3 separate regions of the Mus musculus genome follow, and all the other regions are linked to region 3. The links are chromatin contacts, called in public HiChIP or PLAC-seq maps. All regions are on one chromosome and are shown on one strand. Each heading gives the region's core, a stretch centred on a gene start, on an enhancer-like site or on the middle of the called end of the contact. The rest is flanking DNA. Distances are from core to core; before and after follow the strand shown.

Evidence for each region. HiChIP or PLAC-seq counts read pairs in DNA pulled down with a chosen protein or histone mark.
Region 1: a contact with region 3 is called in an HNF4G HiChIP or PLAC-seq map of pancreatic cancer cells. The contact joins the promoter of Wdr26 here to the enhancer-like site in region 3. A contact is called at or near these places in 3 of 484 Hi-C or Micro-C datasets (brown adipocytes and embryonic stem cells), 4 of 115 datasets of contacts at active chromatin or transcription factors (the 230-238 cell line, embryonic stem cells, microglia and 1 more) and 2 of 9 other capture datasets (adipose tissue and embryonic stem cells).
Region 2: a contact with region 3 is called in an H3K27ac HiChIP or PLAC-seq map of embryonic stem cells, with 2.4 times the contacts expected there. The contact joins two enhancer-like sites. A contact is called at or near these places in 12 of 39 promoter capture datasets (the 3T3-L1 cell line, the C10 cell line, embryonic stem cells and 7 more), 1 of 15 datasets of contacts at CTCF or cohesin (large pre-B cells), 8 of 484 Hi-C or Micro-C datasets (CD8 T cells, the G1E-ER4 cell line, Th2 cells and 4 more), 6 of 115 datasets of contacts at active chromatin or transcription factors (the 230-238 cell line, embryonic forebrain, embryonic stem cells and 2 more) and 3 of 9 other capture datasets (adipose tissue, embryonic stem cells and liver).

What each region holds. Positions count from the first base shown.
Region 1 is chr1:181,210,090-181,213,815 of GRCm38.p6, forward strand. Wdr26 (WD repeat domain 26) reads right to left here and starts at 1,889. Exons shown (of 14, transcript NM_145514.5): 1 at 987-1,889. The coding sequence starts at 1,348. It overlaps Gm38664, which reads left to right and starts at 1,347. Exons shown (of 6, transcript XM_011238899.2): 1 at 1,347-1,410; 2 at 1,721-1,957. The coding sequence starts at 1,347.
Region 2 is chr1:181,161,775-181,165,629 of GRCm38.p6, forward strand. Cnih4 (cornichon family AMPA receptor auxiliary protein 4) reads left to right here. Exons shown (of 5, transcript NM_030131.3): 4 at 301-441. Among named protein-coding and RNA genes, the nearest start is that of Cnih4, 13 kb to the left of the region's middle. Within about 2 kb of position 2,122, at least 5 of the 459 cell types and tissues checked have an H3K27ac peak or open chromatin away from gene starts, as enhancers often do. A contact at or near this core is called in embryonic stem cells, where this site is marked.
Region 3 is chr1:180,979,261-180,982,815 of GRCm38.p6, forward strand. No RefSeq gene overlaps it. Among named protein-coding and RNA genes, the nearest start is that of Ephx1, 37 kb to the right of the region's middle. Within about 2 kb of position 1,426, at least 24 of the 459 cell types and tissues checked have an H3K27ac peak or open chromatin away from gene starts, as enhancers often do. A contact at or near this core is called in embryonic stem cells and pancreatic cancer cells, where this site is marked.

The sequences.
Region 1 (3,726 bases), core at 639-3,138, 230 kb after region 3:
TCTCTCTCTCTCTCTCTCCACACACACACACACACACACACACACACACACACAAAGCAAAACCAAACAAAACCAAAATCCCTGGTCTGGTTGCCTTCAAATTCGCCTTGACTCTAAGAAACTGTTGCTTGTTTACTGTCAGCTCCTGGCTCTGCCACCTTCACTCAGCTCCAGGACACTCCCACCAACCCTACCTCAACTCCCTCAGCTTTTCTTTCCTGTGTGTTCAAAACAGATGCGTTTTGGTTGGACCCGCTGTCTACCTTCACCCTACATTAATGACCACCCAAACTGTATTTGAAAACCAATGATTCACCAGACCTGACATCACATTTTCAAAAGAAAACCTTCTGGGTTTTGAAGTGGGATTTTACTAGTGCTAGGCCTCTAGTGTGTACACACACACACACACACACACACACACACACACACACACACGGCCTCTGTCTGCATGACTTCCACTGGGTATCTGACTTCATTATTCCCATCAGATTTACTCGACAGCCTCTTTCCAAATTATGCCAGCCCCTTAGTTCCCATAAACACTTGTAGGCGACTGTCCTTCCTGATTGGTAGTTTGCCTGGGCTGCTGTCGGTCAGGGGTGGGGGTGGGGAGGTGTCCCACAAAGATGCCTCTGAGACACACTTGAAAAACAAATCCTCCAAGGTTCATTATTTCCACCGCTCTGATCCACCCCTCCCCCAGCATAAACAACCTCGGTGTCCGCCTTCCCGGACAGACAATCCTGCTCTGGAGGTGCGCGGGGAGGGGTCGCCCTGGGTTTCCACTACCCCTCCCCAGCCCAGGCGGCTCGGCTGGCCTTAAGACATCGGGCCGATTCCCTTTCCTAGACCTCCCCTCCACCGCCCCCCCCCCCAGGGCTGTCTGTCCCCGGCCTCCTGCGCACTGGGCCCCGGGGTCCCCGCAACCCACCCGGCCGCTCGGCCCCGGCCTGGCCCTCACCAGTTGTAGGACGGACACTTACTTGAGCCCTAGGCCATTGAGGTGCTGTCCTATGAGCCTAATGACATCCTCATCGGACTGCGAGAGCCGCTTCTTCTTCTTGAGGCTGCTGCCCAGCTCGGGGGTGGCCTGGGCGGCGGCGGCGGTGGCGGAGGCCGCGGCGGCCCCGCCGGGAACCCCGTTATTGACACTCAGGCTGTTGCTATTGTTGCCAGCGGCGGAGGGGGCGGCAGGCAGGAGCCCGTTGGCGTGGGCCAGGTCCCCCGCGGACGTCGCCGAAGGGGACGACTCCCCGTTCTGCGCCGACAGGCAGGCGAGCTCCGGGGTCTGGCCCTGGCCCCCGCCGCCCCCGCCGCCGCCTCCTCCCGCCCCGTTGGCCTGCATGGTGCCGCCGCTGACCAGGCTGTGGCCGCTGCTCCGCTGCGGGGCGGCGGGGGCGGCCGGAGGCAGTCCCACCACCACCACCACGGAGGAGGAGGAGGAGGAGGCGGCCGGCGAGGGCGAGGGCGGGGGGGGGAGGCCTGCTCGGCCCGCCGAGGCCCCGGGCTCTCCTGCTCCCTCCGCCGCCGAGGCTCGGGGCTTCTTTCGCGGGGGCGGGGAGGCTCCGCCGGCGTCCGAGTCGGAGGAGGAGGAAGCGGAGGCCAGAGTTTCCTCGCCGAGAGAGGCCGTGGTGGGAGGCCGGCGGGGCGCGGCGGGGGTCGGCGGGGCGGGAGGAGGGGGAGAAGGAGGACCGGGCCCTTCCCCCCCCCTCCGGAGGCGCTCGCGGCGCGGCCCGGGGGCTCGCGGGCACTGGGGGGGGCGCGGGCCCGAAGCTGGGAGCCCGGACGGCGGCGGCGGAGGCGGCGGCGGAGGCAGCGGCCGCCTCGGTGCTGGGTCCGCGCCGCTCCGCTCCCTGGTGTGTTGATTCTTCCCCCAGCTGCTGTCTAATGGAGTCCGGGCGCTGGCGTCACAGGAAATGCCTATACTGCCCTCCTCGCTCACTTCCGGCAGCAGGTATGGAACCTATAGGGGGCTGTCACCCGGCACGTGTGTGTCCGGCGGCCGGGGTGAGGCCGTGGGGTGAAGGCGAGGGCGGCCGGGGGTGGGGGTCCGGCCCCGGCGGGGAGGCGCGACTCAGCACGACCTGGCCCGCCTGTGCGAGGCCGCCCTGGCTCCCCGGGTCAGGCGTGCGAGCTCGGCCTGCAGTAAGTTCGCAGCCTCGCTCCGGGGCCCTGCAGGGTGGGAGGCGGAGATCACGTCCTCGCCCTGCACCCTGAGTGACCCAGAAAGGAGCGAGCGGCCGGCGTGGAGGGGGCCGCAGACGCACTGGCACGGGCCAGGGTGGGGCCGCCGGCGGCCTGGTTTTGCAGCTTGTGACTTCGAGCACAAGGGTGTGCTAGGCCCCTGGCCACCGGCTTCTTGCTCTGCACTCAGGATTTAACCACTGCCTCGGTTTAGGGTGGAAACACTTGAACTTGCACAGCCAAGCACCACACACAGTTGTATCCGTGTCAGTCCAGGACAAGGGAGATGACAGCAGAGCTGAGTGTGCTCCACCCTGGGAAGGCGAAGTCGGCCGTAAACTGCCTTCCCTCTGGGAGGAAAAACAACAACTCGTGGGGGCAAGACGTTTCAAAGGCTGAGGGTGTGTAGAGGCGCTTTGCTTTGGAGTTTTACTAGGTTTGTTTTGTCTTTCTTTTAAGTGCTCGCTCAGATGTCTTGTTCCTGGTTCCTGTACCTCTGACCGAGGGGTGGGATTGGGGCACCGTTTCAGATTCTGGTTTGAAATTTTCAAGTGGCCGGAGTTTCACTGTCCCAGCGCTTTAAACGGCTTTCTTGAGTGGAGAAACACAGCAGCAGAGAACTGAGTAACTATGTTACTCTGTGGCAAATGGTCCATGGGGCCCTAGTCAGTTTCATGGACTTGGGTCGTAGCATGTAGACCTGGTGTGGACAGATATTTTTCCTGACGTGACTTCCATTTGGGAGGAAAACAACAACAAAAAGACCAAACAAACAGACCCAACAGCCTTAAGCAATACATCTTATGTCTCTGAAATTTACAACACTCACAGCTCAGTAATTTTTAGGTCTTTGGGGACAGCCTTTTTTAAATTTAGAAGTGTAATAAAAATTAGCCTATGATTTGTCAAGAATCCTGAGCTCTCTTCATCTTGAGACTGGGAAGAGAGACAGAGACCAGGGCAGTCTTACAGAGATCTAGCATTGTGGCTGTCATGCTTTAAATATGCTTTCAGGTGTCAGCTGTAATTGCAAAGTGACTCACATACGGTGTTTGTATTCACCTGAGACAGACCTTCATTTTAGCTGAGGTTCATAGGGCACAGACAGTATATCCAGCAGAGCCAGAATTACTAGATAGTCAATGCCCTCATAGAGCCCTGTACAGCAACTTTAGAAATCTCATTATCATGAAGGTTGTTAGTGTTTAGGCAAAATTTACTTTCTGAAAAATGGTTTATCGTAATCTACTGGTTCCTAGCAACCTTCAGGTGGATCAAGTCAGGAGCTTAGTTTGAGTAAAGTCTGTAGCTTTTATAAAGAAAAGGACCATTTAACTATAGGCCAGGTTTCCACTCCTTAACAAAGGGGGAGAGGAGAGGAGCAATGACTAGGACTTCATCACCATCCAGGCTCAGTGCGCACATCTCAGCTTTTCACCTCAGAGTAGCCTAGATGCCTCTTAGAAGTTCTTGAATTTATGAAATCCATATGCATGTGCCCCTTTTATCTATAGTAAAACATTGGGAGCTTATTGTCTG
Region 2 (3,855 bases), core at 872-3,371, 180 kb after region 3:
AGAATCTCCTTTAACTTATATCTAATGAGAAAGCTAAAGAGAGACAGATGTGTTAAAGGGTCTCAGTTTTTATTAGGTTTTACTACTCTGTCTGTTTCAGTGGGGAGAAAATTACATGAAAAGTTAACAGTAGCTTCCAGAGGAAAACCAAATGGTAGACTTCATCATGCAGCTCTATTTTGTCTGAATTTGAGGCTGCAGTACTTGGCTCACATTTGCAGGTTCACTGCTATTTTGAAACTGTTTTTCAGTATTCATGCTGAGATCTGAGTGTCTTTTAATGTGTGTGTCCTTTGTCAGGTTCATTATGGTGCCAAGTGGCAACATGGGAGTATTTGATCCAACAGAAATACACAACCGGGGACAGTTAAAGTCACACATGAAAGAAGCCATGATCAAGCTTGGTTTCTACCTGCTCTGTTTCTTCATGTATCTCTATAGGTAAGTTTAGAATAGCTTTCATTCTGAATACCATGCCTGCCTTTGTTTTGTGAGGTATTACTGTACTGGAGAATTTTGAATTAACATTGTAACACTTTTGGAAATTATGTGAATTTATTGTAGCTGTGTTCATTTTTTATGTCATTAAATTAGTGTTCGATCTAACTGTCTTAGTTAGGGTTTTACTGCTGTGAACAGACACCCTGACCAATGCAAGTCTTAGAAAAGACAACATTTAATTGGGGCTGGCTTACAAGTTGAGAGGTTCAGTCCATTATCATCAAGGCAGGGACATGGCAGCATCCAGGCAGGCATGGTGCAGGAGGAGCTGAGAGTTCTACACCTTCATCTGAAGGCTCCTCATGGAAGACTGACTTCCAGGAAGCTAGGACAAGGGTAGTAAAGCCCACACCGAGTCCAACAAGGCCACATCTAACAATGCCAGTCCTTGGGCCAAGCATATTCAAACCACCACACTATATCTTGGGTATTCTAAGTTTCTGGGCTAATATCCACTTATCAGTGAGTACATATCATTTGAGTTCTTTTGTGATTGGGTTACCTCACTCAGGATAATGCCCTCCAGGTCCAACCATTTGCCTAGGAATTTCATAAATTCATTCTTTTTATTTTTTTATTTTTTTGTTTTTTTGTTTTTTGAGACAGGGTTTCTCTGTATAGCCCTGGCTGTCCTGGAACTCACTTTGTAGACCAGGCTGGCCTCGAACTCAGAAATCCACCTGCCTCTGCCTCCCGAGTGCTGGGATTAAAGGCGTGCGCCACCACGCCCGGCAATTCATTCTTTTTAATAGCTGAGTAGTACTCCATTGTGTACCACCTATTTCTTAGCTGTTGAGGTGATTGATATACTTAAAACTGCCATTGGTCTTCTTTACTCATAGAGTCTAGCTGAGAGGTTTCACTGTTCTGTTTCAAAAAGCCAGAAGGAAAAATATGTACATGCATACATATGTATGTACACAGACAGACAGACAGACAGACAGACAGACAGACAGACAGACAGAGAGAAGGGGATGTCCTAGAACTTGAGTTACAGTTATGAGCTGCCATACAAGTGCTGGGAACTGAAACTTGGTCCTCCTCAAGGACAAGAAGTGCTCTTAAGCACTGAGCTATGTCTCCACCCCAAGATACTGGTTTGTAAAGCATTATTTTAGCCAGGCATAGTGGTTTACATCTTTAATCTCAGCATTTGAGAGGCTGAGAATCACAAATTAGTGCCATCCAGGACTACTTAGTAAGATCCATGGTTCCCAAGTTACAGCAAGATCCTATCTCAAAAATAAGAAAACAAGAGAGACAGAGAGAGAGCGTAGCACTTTAGGGGCAGGGCTAGGGTGTGGTCCTTACTGCTACCAGTGGGCAGCCTGAGGCACTGTTTAGTCTGGGCTGCTGTACCCTGTGGGGTGCATCCTCCCCTTTTCTATCCTCGTTTGCCTTTGTCGGCTTCTTGTTTTGGGTACATCGTGGTTACCTTACCCCCTGAATGTGATCCGTAGTTGAAATGGTTGGGGTGGATGCTTTTGTTTAAAAAAGATTTTATCACCAGATTGTCAGCTTTTATTTCAGGGGTTTTCCATTTCTCTCACACCTGCTCCAGTACCTTTCACTCAGCTTGCATTCAGGGAATCCTTAAATGGAAGTAAAGTTTTGGGGAAATGCTCCCATTGTTTTAGAGAAGGGTGGAGCGCATGCCTTGGATCTGATGGCCACGTTGCTCACCCAGTGGGATCTGGGCTCTACTACCTATTGTGAGATTTAGGGTGCACTTCTTACTTAGCCTCTCTGTACCTTGGGTTTTCATCTGATCATGGGCTCTCACTAAAACTTACCTCATGGGATTGCAGCAAGAACTAAGTGCTATGAAGTGCTTGAGTTTATCATCTATAGTAAACTCAAAATCTTCAAATTATCAGCGACAGCATTTAACCTGCACTGTACACTGTGTGTTTAATGAGCCTGACTGGTTATTCTGTTGGTAACTGAGTAAGGCTGAGTTTTGTCCATGCGCTGGAGTCATTTGTTAGTCAAGGTTGATCTTGATCAGATGATCAAGAACAAGGTTGATCCTTGCACATAAGATATATTTCTCTTTTTTGTTTATTTTCATTGTTTTTCAAGACAAGGTTTCAGTGTGTAGTCCTGGGTATCCTGGAACCCACTTTCAGGCTGGCCTTAAACTCATAGAGATCCACCTGCCTCTGCCTCCCAGGTGCTGGGATTGAAGGTATGCGCCACCATGCCTGGCTGTGTCTCATTTGTAAAAAATTATTTATTTTTATTTTTTATGTGCATTGGTGGTGTTCTTGTGTATGTGTCTGTGCAAGGGTGTTGAATCCCCTGGAACTGGAGTTATAGACAGTTGAGAGCTACCTTGTGGGTGCTAAGAATTGAACCCGAGTCCTCTGAAAGAGCAGCAGATGGTCTTAACCAGAGCCATCTCTCCAGGCCCTTTTGTTTTGTTTTATGTTTTTTGTTTTTCGAAACAGGGTTTCTCTGTGTAGCCCTGGCAGTCCTGGAACTCACTCTGTAGATCAGGCTGGCCTCGAACTCAGAAATCTGCCTGCCTCTGCCTCCCAAGTTCTAGGATTAAAGGCGTGCGCCACCATGCCCGGTTTTTTTCTTTTTCTTTTCTTTCTTTTCCTTCCTTCCTTCCTTGGTTTTGGTTTTGGTTTTGGTTTTGGTTTTGGTTTTGGTTTTTCCAGACAGGGTTTCCTGGAACTCACTCTGTAGACCAGGCTGGCCTCGAACTCAGAAATCCGCCTGCCTCTGCCTCCCAAGTTCTAGGATTAAAGGGGTGCGCCACCACCCCCCCAGCTTTTTTTTTTTTTTCTTTTTCTTTAAAAAAAAATTTTTTTTATGTGAATATACTGAAACTGTTTTCAGATAACACCAGAAGAGAGCATCAGATCCCATTAGAGATGGTTGTGAGCCACCATGTAGTTGCTGGGAATTGAACTCGGACCTCTGGAAGAACAGCCAGTGTTCTTAACTGCTGAGCCATCTCTCCAGCCCCCTTTATTTCATTTTTAACTGAGGTGATTTTTCTTGAGTATTTCCTGTCCTGATGTCACCTCAAGTGACAAGAAGGAGCAGTATCAATCCCGAAGTATTCAGCTTGGCAGTTGTAGTCTGTGGTAGTACAGAGAATGAGGGAGAAGACGCCTGGGTCTTATCCTCACAGCTCACAGACCAAGAACCGCTTGTACGCTAGGCCACATAGGAGCAGGATGGGCTGTGGAAGGAGACCTCACAACTGCACTGAGTTAAGGTCAGCTACCCAAAGAAGGTGCTTCAGAGGCCAGGCCAGCCATGAGTCACCATTAGTATTATTATTTATACCGAGTCTCTCTTAAACTCACAGAGATCTGCAAGCCTCTGCCTCCTGAGTGC
Region 3 (3,555 bases), core at 176-2,675:
AATTCCATGGACTGGAGCTGTGTCAAGAGCCCCATTACCTTTCACCTGATTATATCTTCCCACTTCCCACATCCACCACTTCCAGCCTGGGGTATGAGTCTTCTTTCTGGACCCAAAACTACCTGTCTGTTGAAAGAACCTAGTGGGGAAACCCCCACTCAATTTCCGTTCGGCGCGCACCCAAGAATCACGAACAGACGACCATCTTGATGTAAAAGCATGAGGTAGTTTAATGACGGAGCTCCGGGCTGACACTGCTAGGACATCCATGCTTCTCATGCCGGGGCAGAGACTGAAGGTGCTGCAGGCATTGGTGCCAGGAGCGTGCCAAGTCCTTGCCAGGCACCCAGTGGGGTTCATGGATCCTGCTGAGTAAGCAGACTCAGGGCGAGGACTTGTCCAGGCTCTTGGTGACCTCCCCAAAGGAATGGTTTTGCCACCTGTCCTTGATCTGTGATCCTGTGACCTGCTCAGGCCTCTGCACAAGTCAAACTCGACTTGCATTTAAATGGCTTTTTGTCGTGTCCGGCCAGCAGATCACAGGTCTGGGTTCGAGCCTGGAAAGGCATTTTGGAAACCTGGAAGAGAAGAGGGACTAGGCGACGAGAGAAAGAAATGTAGCTAAGTCAAAGCAGATTCTGATCAAAGCTCAATTTTTTATTTCCGACACTCAGTTATGAAGGAGGGGGAGGGACCCGATTCCCGCCAAAGAATCTTGGAGTAAGGTTGCAAGTGAACACGTGATGGCTTCGGAACAGCAAAGCGGGCTCCAGCAGTGGGTGTGGCAGAACGATTGAGCGGCTAGCTCCATCCAGGTGTAAATAGTGGAACCATTAAGGCTGGGGGAGGGGAGGCTACAGCTTTTCTCTATGCCTCGGTCCCTTCGCCCACCCGGTAGACGCTTGCTCACTAGCTCTTCAGGGCCCAAGGTGCACATTCGGGGTCATTTTCCCTCTAGACAAAGCAGATGCTTTCTCTGGCACAGGCCTCTGTACACATCGTTAGGGCTTGTTCATCTCACACCCGTTTCTTCAAAGCTATCCAGCTGTTGTGGGTGCTGAGCTGAGAGCAGTGACAGAACAGTGTTCCTGTCCTGTTTCACTCTCTCTTCCTGCCCACAGCTCTGAGATTGGTGCTTTCTATGTCACCAAACAGGGAAAGAAGGCACAGCCCTGGGACTGGGGGTCAGAGCAAAAGCCTGCGCCAGGCTTAGGAACAGGACTCAAACTCTGTGCGTGGTGCAGCTTCTAGAACCACAGAGAAGGGATGGCTCCCAGCCTTTCCCTCATCTCTCTCCAACTGGCCCTGCAATCCTAACCTACAAGTCTGTACAGGGCCTGGGGGAGAGGCTCTGCTCTTCTGCAATGAAGGTTGCTCACTGTCCTGGAGATTCCCTGACTGTAGGGGGAGCTGCTGAGTTTTGAATCCTCTGTGTCACTAACCTGAACCAGACACTTGTCCTGTAGGTATCTCCACCTCTCTGTTCTCCACACAGGGTGCCCCTGGTGACAGGTAGGGTGGCAGCCTCAAGTGTGGTCCTGAGTAGAGAGGTACGGAGGCACCCACATGGCAAGATAGTTTAAGTTACATGAGCTAGCTGGGAGACTGCCCCAGCCAAAGGCCTAAGCTTTAAACTGTAAGAGAAGTCTCATGTAATTCTTAATATCAGAGGCTGGGTTTGTGTAGGGGCCGTGGGAACTTGGGGAGCAAGCGCCCTGGCTGCAGGGCAGGTTCATGCAGTTCACTCAGCCTGAAGCTCAACACATAGCAGAACCTGTTTCCAGAAGGTGAGACTATGTCCCCTCAGCTCCTGTCACGGTCCCCAGTGCCTGCACTACAGCCAGCACAGACAGCCACTGTCATTTCAGACCCAGCTCTCAGGTCCTGGAAGCAACCAAGAACAGCTCTGCATGACATCATCAGGAGAGTAGCAAGTAGGAGCATCAGGAAAGATGGCCAACCTGCCCAGGGAACTAGAAAATCAGCCCCTACCTGGCTGCTGCAGGGAGAGACCGAAACACTGCTGTTGTTTTTCTTGGGGACACAAACCAGGCCTTTCCCCTTTCCTGGGCATAATTATCCCAGCATGCTCTGCTGTGCACCATGGCTCAGTGCTGGCACCTTGAGCCTTCTTGAAGCAGCAGGCCCATGGGGCTCTGTACACAATAGCATCCAGAGCCCTTGGGAGAGTCAGGACAGACTGAGCACGAGTCCCCACCCCTCTCCCTTTGTACACTGCACAGTCCCAATGACTCAGCTAATCTGCTGTGTGCACATGGCAGTCACACTCTGGACTTCAGACAGCAAACTGAACCGCAGTGACCCAGAGACCAGATACAGAGATCATTGCTGAAGCCCCATCTAAAGAAAGGGCATCCAGGGTGTGAGGATGGCCCATGCCAGCTTTGCCCAGTGGTCTCCTTTTGTGTGGAGCTTTGGTTATGTGTGGGAAAACTGCAACCTGAAACTTCAGAAATCATTTATCATTTAAAACTGTGTGCCATTCAGAATGTCACGATAGCATGTCCTGCCCTCCCCCGCCCCCCACATCATAAGCTACTCCTTAGTCCACTGCGTCAAACTGTATATACTAGGTGCCTGTTAGTCACCTAGCAGTGCTCAGCTGTGAGGCAATTATCACAGTACCTCAGAGCTGTGTCTAAGCCTGACTCCATTTAATAATAGACCCAAAGCTCAGGTCCAGCGCTGCCAGCAACACTGTACAGAAGAGAGTGCTAACACTCAACGGAATCATTAGTTGTTACTAATGTCTCCCTAAGTCTCATCATGAGTAGCTTCATCGTGAGTGTGCATACATGGTTCAACATAGTATATTCTAATACTCTCCTCAGTTTGAGGCTGCCATGGGGTGATGTTTCTTGGAAAGTACCATCTTCAATAAGCCCCAGTGAAGCTAGAGTGGAGGGCAAGGTAACAGATCTAGTGTGAAAACTCAATTTCTTCTCTATGTTCTAATTAAGATGAGAATATTAGTACTTCACTCAAGGACGGGCCCTTGAGACTCATGATCTCAGACTACAGAGCAGGTTTGACTATAGTGTGTTAGTTCAGCAACCTCCACTCCTTATTTTACAGCAGGTAGTAAGCGGTATTCTAGATTATCTTGGAAGAGGAGCCAGTGTTGACCTGCTGGAGGCTGGGTCTCAAAGGTGTGATAGTCAGCAATGCATGCAGATTCATGAAGAAGCTGTAATTTATGGAACTGAATATTCTTTAACAGCCCAGGAAACAACAGTCAAAACTGACAAGGGATCTTTATACACTGTGGACTGAAATGTGAACTAATGCAGCCACCATGGAAGTCAGTATGAAGAAAATTTCCTCAAAAAAAACTAAAATATGACTTAGCCAAATCATTGGATATAAGCATAGAGAAACATTAGTTTTTTTTGGCTGTCACAGAGACAGCCAAGGCTACACAGAGAAAGCCTGTCTAAACAAAGAGCAGGGGGGAGGAAGAAGAGGAAGAGAAGAAGAGGGAGAAGAAGATGAGGAGGAGGAAGAGGAGGAGGAGGAGCTATTAGTGGAAGGCAC